Regions from separate parts of the Triticum aestivum genome. Here region 1 is linked to region 2. A link is a contact called in public Hi-C data. All regions are on one chromosome and are shown on one strand. The core of a region is the stretch at or near the end of the contact, and the rest is flanking DNA. Distances in the headings are between cores, read along the strand shown. Region 1 has its middle 340 kb from the start of LOC123140105. Region 2 has its middle 350 kb from the start of LOC123137001.

The links. Hi-C and Micro-C count contacts between places; a contact is called where the count stands out from the background.
Region 1: a Hi-C map of leaf shows a contact between it and region 2, with 4 times the contacts expected there. The contact joins two enhancer-like sites. A contact is called at or near these places in 3 of 5 Hi-C or Micro-C datasets (all in leaf).

Annotation. Positions count from the first base shown.
Region 1 is chr6B:297,339,801-297,345,980 of IWGSC CS RefSeq v2.1, reverse strand. No RefSeq gene overlaps it. Among protein-coding and RNA genes, the nearest start is that of LOC123140105, 340 kb to the left of the region's middle. Within about 2 kb of position 4,495, at least 2 of the 8 cell types and tissues checked have an H3K27ac peak or open chromatin away from gene starts, as enhancers often do. A contact at or near this core is called in leaf, where this site is marked.
Region 2 is chr6B:297,211,254-297,217,201 of IWGSC CS RefSeq v2.1, reverse strand. It overlaps the pseudogene LOC123139178. Among protein-coding and RNA genes, the nearest start is that of LOC123137001, 350 kb to the right of the region's middle. Within about 2 kb of position 4,486, at least 1 of the 8 cell types and tissues checked has an H3K27ac peak or open chromatin away from gene starts, as enhancers often do. A contact at or near this core is called in leaf, where this site is marked.

The DNA of each region.
Region 1 (6,180 bases), core at 3,246-5,745, 130 kb before region 2:
TTTTATTTTGTGAACATCCTTGAATTTTCTCAATATTTTTCAAAATCCTGAACATTTTCCAAATATGTGGACATATTTTTGGAATTGATTGTATTAAATGGTGAATATTTTTTGAAATGATGAACATTTATCAAATTCTTGAATACTTTTTACAAATTTATGATTTTTTCAAACTCATGAACATATTTTTGAATCAGTGGACATTTTTTGAATTGACATACACTTTTTTAGAAGGTTCATGATTTTATTTTGTTTTGTGAAAATAAATTTAATTCATGATTTTTTAAAAAAAATATGGGAACAATGTTTGAAATTGGCAAATATTTTTTTAGTTTTGTGATTTTTCTAAAGTAATCTAGAACATTTTCTAATTTATGAACATGTTTTTGAAATTAGCAAAAAGTTTTACTTTTGTGAATTTGTTTGCAAGATTATGAACATTTTTTGAATTCACGAACATTTTATTATTTCTCCAACAATGTTTTTCGAAATTCAGTATTTTTCTGGAATTTAGAACTTCTGAAATCCCGAATTGTATGAAGGAAGAAAAAAATCGAAAAGAACGACAAAAAAATAAATAACAAAAGGAAAAAACAGGAGACGTACGATGCCACACATGGGCCAGCCAAAAAGGGCGTGGTGGCTCATTCGCCGCTTACCAGGGAGCCTTATGTCTTTCTTATGCCGAATCCTATTTGGTGCCTTAAGCAGGGACCTCTTGTTCGGTGCCTTAAGCGCCTGAACAGGCGCCTGGCGTCCACGCGCCCCACCTCATGGGCCGGCCCACAATGCGCAGAGGAAGTAAAATTGGCTCGTGAAAAAATCACAGAAAAAAGTGCAGGTACGGGGACTCAATATTGCGCCGTGCCGCTATAACAGACAAAGTGTTCTGCTAACCACTACAGCTGGTAACCACAAGTGACTGGGAAGAATGCGAAAGGTTTAAGAACCATTGTATCCGTGCTATTTATTAGATTTTCAAATTATTTATAAACAACTTTTTTTATGAAAAAGAGTTCATCAAATTTCAAAAAACGTTTATGAATTTGAAAAAATAGTTCATTGGTTTTAAAAAAAGTTCATCAAATTAAAAAAAGTTCATTGAATTTGAAAAAAGGTTCATCGATTTTAAAAAAGTTCATCAAATTTGAAAGGAGTTCATCCCTCTTTTTAAAGTGCATCGAATATAATTTTTTTATCAATTTTGAAAAAGTTCATCAAATTTTTGAAAAAAAACTCATCGAATTTGAAAAGGTTCATTGATTTTTAAAAAGTTCATCGAACTGGAAAGAAAGTGCATCAATTTGGAGAAAAGTTCATCAATTTTGAAAAATGGTTCATCATTTTTGAAAAAAAATCGTTCAATTTAGAAAAACAAAAAAAGTAAAAGAATAGAAAACCAAACCAAAAGAAAAACAAAAAAGGGAAAAAGAAAAAGAGGTACGAAGAAAAGAGTAAAGAAGATATAATTGTGCACATAAGGCGACGCCGGTTGGGAGGTTAGAGCAGTGAAGAACAACCGGGAGGTCACCGGTTCGAATACCGTCGGCCGCTCCTGCATTTTTGTGTTTTAGACAAGCAGAAAGAGAAGGAAACGGGCCAAGCCCAAGTAGCCGCGCCCTTCAGGCACCGGTTCGCAAATGGGCGCTTAAGCGCAAAGCTCCTAATAGGATTCACCCTTTAAGCGCCGTTACATAGTGTTCTTCAAACAGGCGCACACCCTCACTTCCCTGCTAGGCCTGCCCATCTTTCTTCTTTCTTCTTCTGTTTTAACATCAAAAAACTACGCGCCCAGTGTGTTTCAAACCGGCCGACCGCCTGGTCCTACGTATGTTGTGCTAACCACCACACCAACTATACGTGATGTGCTTAAGTACATATTTTTCCTTCTTTTCTTCTCACTTCCTTTTTTATAGTTTTTTGTTCCTTTTTTCTTTTTATTGGAAGATTTTTATTCAATTTATTCCATTTATTTTTCTATTTCTATTTTCTTTTTATTTTGCTAAATGCGTGAACTTTTTTGAAGTAGGTCGATTTTTATGAAGTTTGGTGATCTTATTTTGCAAAATTGAATGAAGTTCTTTAAAAATCAAAATAGATTTTTTCAAAATTCATGAACATTTTTTCAAAATTGAATGAACTTTTCTCAAAATTGATGATAGCTTTTAGAATATCGACGAACTTTCTTAAAAATCGCAACTCTTTTTGAAAATCAATGAACTTTTTTTCAAAATTGAATGAACTTTTTTCATTTTGTGCACTTTTTGAAATTCGTAAAATTTAATTATTTTGTGGACTATTTTTAGTTCCCGATTTAAAGAAAATACACACTTTTCTGAAAAGTCAAGGGTCAACTGTTCAATGATTGACCTTTCAACCGTGGCCAGAGAACCTGGGGAAACCGTTGCCCAGCAATCAGCGGTTAACTCCAGCACGCTTGGTCAACTCCATCAAGCGTTGGCTCCATAATGGGCCGGCCCATGAGGCATGCACGTGACAGCTCGTGCCACTCGCTGGCGCATAAGACACAAGGAAAAGGTATCATTGCTTATAACGAGACTTTTTTTGTGGATTATAGCGATACCTAAGGCGCCAAGGAGGTCTCATTGCAAATAATGAGTCCTAGGAGAGCCCCTAGCTGACGTTCGTGTTCGTCAAGAAGACGAGCATTTGCGCAAGGCGCGATTGAATGGGCCGGTCCATTTCCTGGCATCACAACGAGCAAAGTACTACAAATCCCAAAATCAAGTGTTGTATGGAGGAATCGAACTCCAAACCATATGATCAAGAGTTAGCGTTCCATACCACTTGAACTGTCGCATGATTGCGATCAATAGGGTGCATGGATACTTAAGAACTATATGTAGTGATAGATCCAAAAATAAAAATTCAACCATTGGACATTTTTAATATATGTTGGACATTTTTGTAATATCATTGTTCAAGAACTCGGCCGAGTTACCATTTAAATGCCCATTTAATCGCTACTCAGTGCCTAACTGAGGCGAATAGCACATACTCGGTTCATCAAATGGTCAAGCCGATTAACTGGCATTTAATCGGTTATCAGATGATTAACTGATTGTCAAACCGATTAAACGGTGATGGTTCAGGTAAGTGAAGCGGCATCCAAATAAAAAAAGGGGGGCAAGCGAAGCGGCAATCCAGGCCATTATTTGGCTAGCCCCGTAACCTCTGGCGCTGCACCCTCCCTCTCCCAAATCGTAGCGCCCGCGCCCCTTCCTCTCCTGACTCCTCATGAGCATGGCTTCTCCTCGTCGGCCCTAGCCACCGCCGGCGATCTCCCTACTCCCGTCGCCGGCCCTAGCCTCCTTCTCTGACCCCATCCCCTCCCATCCTCTTCTCCCCATCTCTCCTCCAGCCCCTACCTGCAGGCTGCAGCGGCGGCGGCATAGGACAGGCAGCAACAACGACCTAGCCCAGGAAGCGGTGCCAACGACCTAGGCCAGGCAGCAGCGCCGGTGACCCCTCGAACCAGGCCCCCATGGCTTCACCAACCAACAAGGTACAGTTCTGCTAAGAATAAGATTCATCTCAAGGTTTTAATCTCTTCTATGATTTCCATCTAGTTTGGCTCTCAAGGTTTTAATCTCTGCTATAAGTCTCGAGGTTTTAATCTTTGGCAACAAAATTTGCAGGGGTCTACGGTATGAATGCTTGTTGTCACATGTATGGCCTACGACATTATATTTTAGTATAAATGTATAATACGTAGCTGTGAGCATTGGATTATGTGGTACAATACGTGAAAAACTAGTTACATGTTGCCAATATATTCTCATGTGCAACCGATTAATGACCGACCGATTAATTCAGTTAAATGACCGATTAACCGATTAATCACTAATCAGTAGTCGACCGAGCAGTTACCAGTTACCGAATTCCCGAACAATGTGTAATATACGGTAAACATTTCTCCAATACACGTTGAACCTTTTTTGTGATATATACTGAAAATTTCGAAACTATATATTTAAGATTTTTGTGATATACCCTGAACAGTTTGAAAATATAAATTGAACATTTTTTTATGTGTGCTAAAAAATTTTAAGTACACAACAAACTTTTTCTTAATACGCGGTGAACATTTTTTAATACGCAATGAACTCTTGTATAATACACAAGAAAGGAAGAAAGCTAAAAATAAACAGAAAAAACACAGATTGTTCATCGTATTAAAGTATGAATAAAAAATGCACGATGAAATATTTCCTTAATGTAAAAAAGAAAGATAACATTAGCAAGAATATAACAAAAATGACGCAAAAGAACTAGAAAGCAAAAACAGAAAATACGAATAATTTTTTTGAGACATGAAAATATAAATAAATATATAAAAAACAAAAAAGCAACAGAAGAAAGCGAAAGAAAAACCAAAGCAGCAAACGGCCAGCACGCTCTGCCGTGAACTGGAAGGCCACCAGTGTGCGCTTCAGTGAAGCTACAGCATTTTGACGCACATGGGCGTCAAGCTGGTTCCTATTCGGCGCCCTATGCGCCCGAAATAGGCTTAACGGTACAAAGCGCACACCCATGCACCGCCCTGGGCCGGCCCATGTTTCTTTTTTTTGTCCTGTTGAAACTACAGCAAAAAATAATGTGCACAAGCAATGTATCGAACATGGGATCGATCAATTCACAGATCAACGCACTCACCACTAGGATAACGACGCACTTGTGCTTACAGACTTCCTTTCTTCTTTTTATTCTTTCTCTAGGTCGTTTGCTGGTCAATTTCTTGGCTTTTTTTCCTTTTTCCTTTTTCACTTTTCTTTTCTCATTTCCCTTTCTTTTTTTATTTCCTTAAATGCGTGAACTTTTATCAAACTCGATGAACTTTTTCCAAATTCAATGAACTTTTATCACAATCGATGAACTTTTCTTCCAACTTGATGAACTTTTTTTAAATTCAATGAACATTTTTTTAAATCGATGAACTTTTTCCAAAATTGATGAACTTTTTTTCAAAATCGATGAACTTTTTTCATTTTCTGTGAACTTTTAAAAAAATTGATGAACTTTTTTCGAATTCAATGAACTTTTTCTTTAAATCGACAAACTGTTTTCAAATTTGATGAACTTTTTTTCAAAATCGATGAACTTTTTTTAAAACCAATGAACTTATTTTAAAATTTATGAACTAGTTTTCAAAATCGATGAACTTGAATTTCAAAATCAATGAAGTTTTCAACTAATTTTCTGATTTTTTACGTTAAATGTTTCACAAAAGGAATGTTTAAGTACCATTTTATCCTAGTTGTAGAACAACACAACGTGTATGGTGTAGTGGTACTTGCGTTAGTGCACAACAGACATGCGATCCTGTGTTCGAAACACGGCTTGCTCGCTTTTTCTTCACGTTTTTTTTTTGCGACGTGTTTTTGTTGTGATCGATCGAGCCCCACCTGGGCCGGCCCAGTATCGTGGCACTTCGAGCGCCACAGCTCGAAACCGGCGCTGAAGGCGCCGGTTAGGAGCTCTCGGGCGTCAAATAGAGTTCGCCGAGACCTAGAGTGCTCTCGCGTCAAGCTCCACAGTAAATGGGCTGGGCCAGGCGCGCGGGATGCCACGCCCTCATTTTTTGTTTGTTTTAACGTCTTTGGTTTTCATTATTTACTTTTGTTTATACTTTCAAATATTCTTAATAAACAACATTTTCACATAATTGTTTTTAAAAGAATGTTAACCAAACATTAGAAAAAGGTTAAATGTGTATAAAGGAAATGTTTCCCATGTATAGGAAAAATGTATAAAATATGTGTGTAAAAAGTTGCTCATGTATTGAAAACATGTTAATCAAGCATATAAGAAAAATGTTAAACACACATTTTAAAAATATTGAGTGTATAGAAAAAATGTTGAACATGTGTTAAAAATAGTCAAATTTTTTTTGAAAATATTGATCAAGTATTTAAAAAATGTTAAATGTTTATAAATAGAATATTTCTCATGTATAAAAAGAATATACAATGTGTGTAAAAAAGTTGACCATGTATTTATAAAATATTAATTAAGCATTTGAAAAAAATAGTAAGCGAGCATTGGAAAAATGTTAATCAAGCAATTGAAATATGTTAAATGTATATAGAAAAATGGTGTCCATTTATTAAATAACTATTAACCTTATATTCGAAAAAAATTAATCAAGCATTTGAAAAT
Region 2 (5,948 bases), core at 3,237-5,736:
CCACCATCTCCTCTCAAACCCTAGTTCATCTCTTGTGTCCGATCTTTGTCTCAAAACCTCAGATTGGTACATGTGGGTTGCTAGTAGTGTTGATTACTCTTTGTAGTTGATACTAGTTGGTTTATTCGGAGGAAGATCATATGTTCAGATCCTTAATGCTATTTAATACCCCTCTAATTACGAACATGAATATGCTTTGTGAGTAGTTACGTTTGTTCCTGAGGACACGGGAGAAGTCTTGTTATAAGTAATCATGTGAATTTGGTATTCGTTCGATATTTTGATGAGATGTATGTTGTCTTTCCTCTAGTGGTGTTATGTGAACGTCGACTACATGACACTTCACCATGATTTGGGCCTAGGGCAAGGCATTGGGAAGTAATAAGTAGATGATGGGTTGCTAGAGTGACAGAAGTTTAAACCCTAGTTTATGCGTTGCTTCGTAAGGGGCTGATTGGATCTACATGTTTCATGTTATGGTTAGATTAATCTTAATTCTTCTTTCGTAGTTGTGGATGCTTGCGAGAGTGGTTAATCATAAGTGGGAGGCTTGTCCAAGTAAGGACATCACCCAAGCACCAGTCCACCCATATATCAAATTTTCAAAGCAACGAACGCGTTCATATGAGCATGATGAAAACTAACTTGACGATAATTCTCATGTGTCCTCGGAAGCGCTTTGCTTTATATAAGAGTTTGTCCAGTCTTGTACTTTGCTATAAAAAGGATTGCCACCTTGCTGCATCTTAGTTACACTTGTTACTTGTTACCCGTTACGAATTATCTTATCACACAACTATTTGTTATCGATAATTTCAATGCTTGCAAAGAATACCTTGCTAAAAACCGCTTGCCATTTCCTTCTACTTCTCGTTGGGTTCGACACTCCTACTTATCGAAAGGACTAAGATAGATCCCCTATACTTATGGGTCATCAATCTATCATAGTGCTAGACGATACTGGCGAAGGGGGAGAACATCCGGTAATGTTTTCCCGAAGTATGCATTTTTCGGACAGATGTAACGGAGGGGGGCGGTTACATGTTCTCTATGCTAGAGTGTATTGGGATTCGTATCGTTTTTCTGTTAGTTATACATGTAGAAAACTTTTTCATCTGACTTACGGATTATTTTCCATTAATTTACTAAGTTTTATTCAATTTTTGAAAATCCTGGAATTTATTTAATTCGAATTAAACAGTAAATTACTTTTATTACACACGGCAGATTCAGCCACCGACACTGACATGCAGGGTCAGCGGGGGCCGTCTGTCATTGTCACATATTTTAATAGGGTGTTTAATGGAAACTAACTAGGGGTGGGAGAAGCCAAGGGTGAGATGAGCTGAGAAGCTGAACAGATCAACCATCCAGCAACCCCGTCCCTCGTTGCCACCCTAGTTTGACCCTCTTTGAAGCCCATCACCACCTTTGAACGACTTTCCAGCATCTTCATACTTTTCAACCCCCCGCCCCATGTCTCCATCCATTCTCTCGGAGCCAAACCAGCTCCCTCCCCAACCGCACTATACTACTACTACTAGCTGGTACTGCTACTCTAATACTTTTCCCTCCACTCACGTCCACACATGCATGCATACACATTTGCATCGCCACCCCCGACCGATTCCATCGTATATATAATACCCATGGATCAGACGTCTACGACGGCAGCGACAACGAACCATCATCGATCATCGACGTCGGGAGGCAATGGAGGACACCGCGGTGGCGATCTCTAGACGTGCCGCTTCGGGAATATGATGGACACTCTCTTCGTGCTTGGCCAGGAATCCCGGCTGCGCATCCTCCAACAAGCGGCGTCGCGCGTCCCCGCCTGCGCCTACCTCTGCGTCTGGGCGCCGATCCCGGCCGGCGGCCACCGTCCTACTCCTCCTTTCACCGCCGCCAACAGGTAATTAAGCATGTGCGTCCTCGATTTCAATTAGTTACTTGCTGCTTCGGATGGGTCGTCTCTTACATGCAACGCCTGAATGCACGCAATGCAACCATGAGCAGAGCTCGCCGCCAGCTGTTGTGCCTGGACGCATGGCTCCGCGATGGCGGCAGCGGTGACGTCGACCGCGAGCGCGCTCTGTTCGACGCATACCGGGGTTCGCTCTGCGCGGCCGTAAGCGGGTGCGTGCCAGGGTGGGCTTACGAGGACGGCCGGGCGTACATGGAGCTGTCGGAGCACGAACTGGCGGCCTCGGCGTCGTCGCCGGTGCAGCTGCAGTTCTACCAGGAAGCTGGCATTAAGGTTTGCCTGATTCTCTAATTAATCTCGCTTCAGTGTCACATGCATGCATTTGAACGACGCTGAGCAGTGCTTATGCGCGCGGCAGGTGGCGGCCTTCATGGGATGCGAAAGCGGCGAGATCGAGGTCGGCATGTCAACGCCGGCGGGACAGATGAACCTTCAGGCAGGCCTTGGTCAGATATTCTCGGAGGATTTTTTCCAGCAGTCGCTGCTTGAGGAACTGCTCCAGCTCCCGCCGACGCGGCCGTCGTCCTCCTCCTCCTCTCTGCCGTCCATCTCCGTGGACAGCCCGGCAGACGGCTCGACGTCGCTGCTGCGCACGATGGCCATGTCGTCGTCCACCACGACGTCTCCCCGGGACCTAACGGCGGCACCTCTTCCTCACCCGCCCCGTCCGCCGCATCCCGTGCCATTTAGCCGGCACGGCCCTGCCCATGTCCACGGCCACGTCCACTTCCCGAGCCCCGAGGCCGACGACGTCGCGATGGCGCAGGCCATGCTCGCGGTCATCTCCGCCTCCTCCTCCTCCTCGTCGGCTATGCCTACCACGTCCACGCCTCCGCTAGGCTACCGTCGCGCGCATCGGTCGCCGCGCCGTGGCTCGACGACGACGGCGTTCCGGCCGTACAACGCGGCGCTGGCGCCAAGGGCGCCGCGGCGGGCGTCGGACGCGCCTGGGCAGCGGATGATCAAGATGGGCATCTCTATCCTGAGAAGGATGAACACGCTGAACAACAACGGCCAGGAGCGCACCACGGGGACGACGATGCAGCGGTGGCGGGAGGAAGACGAGGAGGCCGCGCCCCCAGCCCCGACGAGCAGCCAGCTGCACCATATGATATCGGAGCGGAGGCGGCGGGAGAGGCTCAACGAGAGCTTTGAGGCGCTGAGAGGGCTGCTTCCTCCCGGATCGAAGGTACGTGCGATGACATAGATTGCACATATTCATCATGAATTAATATATGCTTTTGCATTTTTTTTAGATGATGCTTTTGCATAGTTAATTGGCACATTGCGCATTTGACTCATTAATTTTCTTTTCTTTCTATTTACGTTTAATATACTTCGTACATTTTTCTTGCTACAGAAAGACAAAGCTACCGTCCTCGCCAACACTCTGGACTACATGAACATTCTGATAGCCCAGATTTCGGAGCTGGAAGCCAGGAACCGAAGCCTCGAGACGGCGGCGCAGATCCAGCAACACCAACGCGTCACCAACGGCAACTCCAGGGATAGACCAGACGAAGCAACCCTTCAAGCAGGCGGCACGTCAAAGAGGGTACAAGTGGAGGTGGCCACTGGCAGCGCCGGCGCGTCAACATCGTCATCGTCGTTCTCGACGGGGCAGTGCCGTGAGGTGACCATAAGGGTGGCGGCGGCAGGCGACCTGTCCGATCTAGTGGCCCGCGTGCTGGCGCTGCTCAAGGACACGGCCGGCCACCGTTTCTCGGTGGTCGCCGTCGACGCCAGGCAGCCGCAGGGCACCGGCGACGGCGGCATTGCTCAGGCGAGCTTGACACTCCGTGCAACGGTACGCGCCGTACGTACGTCACGATAATTTTTGTTTTTATACATAAAAATTGCCGCGGTTAGGAGTAGGCCGTACACGTGAGATCTGGTGGGTTCAGAGCCAGGTCAAAGTCAAACGGAGTAGTAGCTCCTGAGTATTTCGCCGATGGCGACGTGCAGGCGAAAACTTGACCGCCTTCCCGGGTGACGTCACGGCCAACTCCCGTCCTTTTTTTCTCTTCCAGTCCGAGTCCCTTCTCGCCCTGTTCCTTTCAGTTTCAGAGAAGCTTCATCCGCCATTAATATGTCTCGAAATACATATCCCTTTCATGATCTAAATTTGTTCCCCACCACAAGAAAATATGGAAAGACAACGATAACCGAGTCGTTTCAATCGCCATGAGTGACCTTGGCCGGAAACAATGCTTTGCTTGGCCAGAATACCTGCTAATACCGTCCGCACAAACCGCCCTGTCCAATCTCGCTGCCCTTAAGATTTTACTGCAAGAATTGACCAATAGGGATGCGATAGAAAAAGTTTTACTGCAAGAATTGACGAAAATTCGATTTTTAATATATTTTTTGTGAAAAAGGTTACGAATAATGGTGGACATGGCCTAACTCTTGCGTGGAACAAATTATCTCTGTAGTCATATTTGTACGTTCGGAGTCGTGTATGATTTGTTTTGTAAAACCGCCCTGACTGTAGGATTGCCTTTAAATATTTCTTATTAGCTACCAATGTAACGCGAGATGTATTTCCATTTGCCTCTCTAGCCCACACGTGTTGCATGAACGAGGTCTGAGATTAATAACCGGTGGAATTGACTGGCTGTGAATCTTGTAGGCTGCTGGCGAATTCGACGAGGAGGCGTTGAAGGATGCTGTCACGAAGGCTGTCGTTGGTCTGGTGACACCGCCGTCGCCCGACGAACTTTGACCCGCTCACGGACCGTATCGGCAGGGTCAGTTTGCGAGATAGGGACCGAGCCGACGCTGCAGTATGCTCAAAACTGGATTGCAGGTTACGGGCACACGGCCATGGCATTTCTAGATTTCTGTAACCTGTGCTCGTGGAGGTCCTTTTTTTTTTGTGAAACTTGCTCCCGGGAGGACTTTGAGTAACTGCATTCTGCATTTTTTATGGATTCGAGACAGAGTGACTCGATTAGACCTTGCTTGTTTAAGAAACACAAAACATAACGTAGACGCGTTCATGCAGTCACATCATCTCACGCATAATTTTTGCCTCTCTATATTTTCGACAGGCCGGTTTCATTGGCTTAAAATGTAGTATAGTCATATACAACCAAAGTTATGCGAGAGAAAAAAAAAATCTCAAACCACGCAATGTTTCGTTTTCCATGGTTTATTTCATCCATCGTTTTTTCTTCGTCCACTTGCTTTTTTGGTCCTGTCGGTATTTTCTCATCTATTTATAAGTCCTTGTTACTCTTCCCTTGTCCCTCACTCTGCTGTCTTTTCCCGACCCTGCTACGGATCATATATGCCCCACCGAATTTTCGCGCTCGACATCATCAAACCAGCTCCTACCGCAAATCCGCGCTCCCTGGGGACATCAATGTCCCATGGTTACCAGTAGGGCTTCACCAGCCGCGACCTCCCCGAACTTCTTCTCCACACGACCACGCGATGTCGTCGCCCTACTATACCCATTGACACCTTGTCGAGTGCAGCGTCCCTGATCCCTCTTCCATGCACCCCCACCCCCACACACAAGCAACACATAGAGAGCATCACCATGGCAGTCACAATCACTTGCAAGAAGCATATCAAGATGCTACTCCTATCTCAAGGAACACATCAAGAAGGTTGTGACGATGTTCCCTTCATCCCTCTTCCTGTCATGCAGCCCATGGTCTACCTGTGCTGACGATTTCCTAGCCACATGTCGGCTTCACCCAAGGCAGCCGACATGTACGCGTCAATGCCGACTGAGCGAATACGTTGACCAAAATCGTCATGGTGCTCTTCCTCGGCATGCTCCATGGTTGATTCATCTTTGGTGAGGGATTCAACCACTATTGCCTCAGAGTACTGGACAGCGACATCGTAGCAAGCGACTGCGGGTGTGGCAGCGCCACGATGACGGGTGGCGCTTTCGTCCTCGGTGGCCTGACGGGCGGCACCCCGATGGAAAGGTAATGGGGAGGGG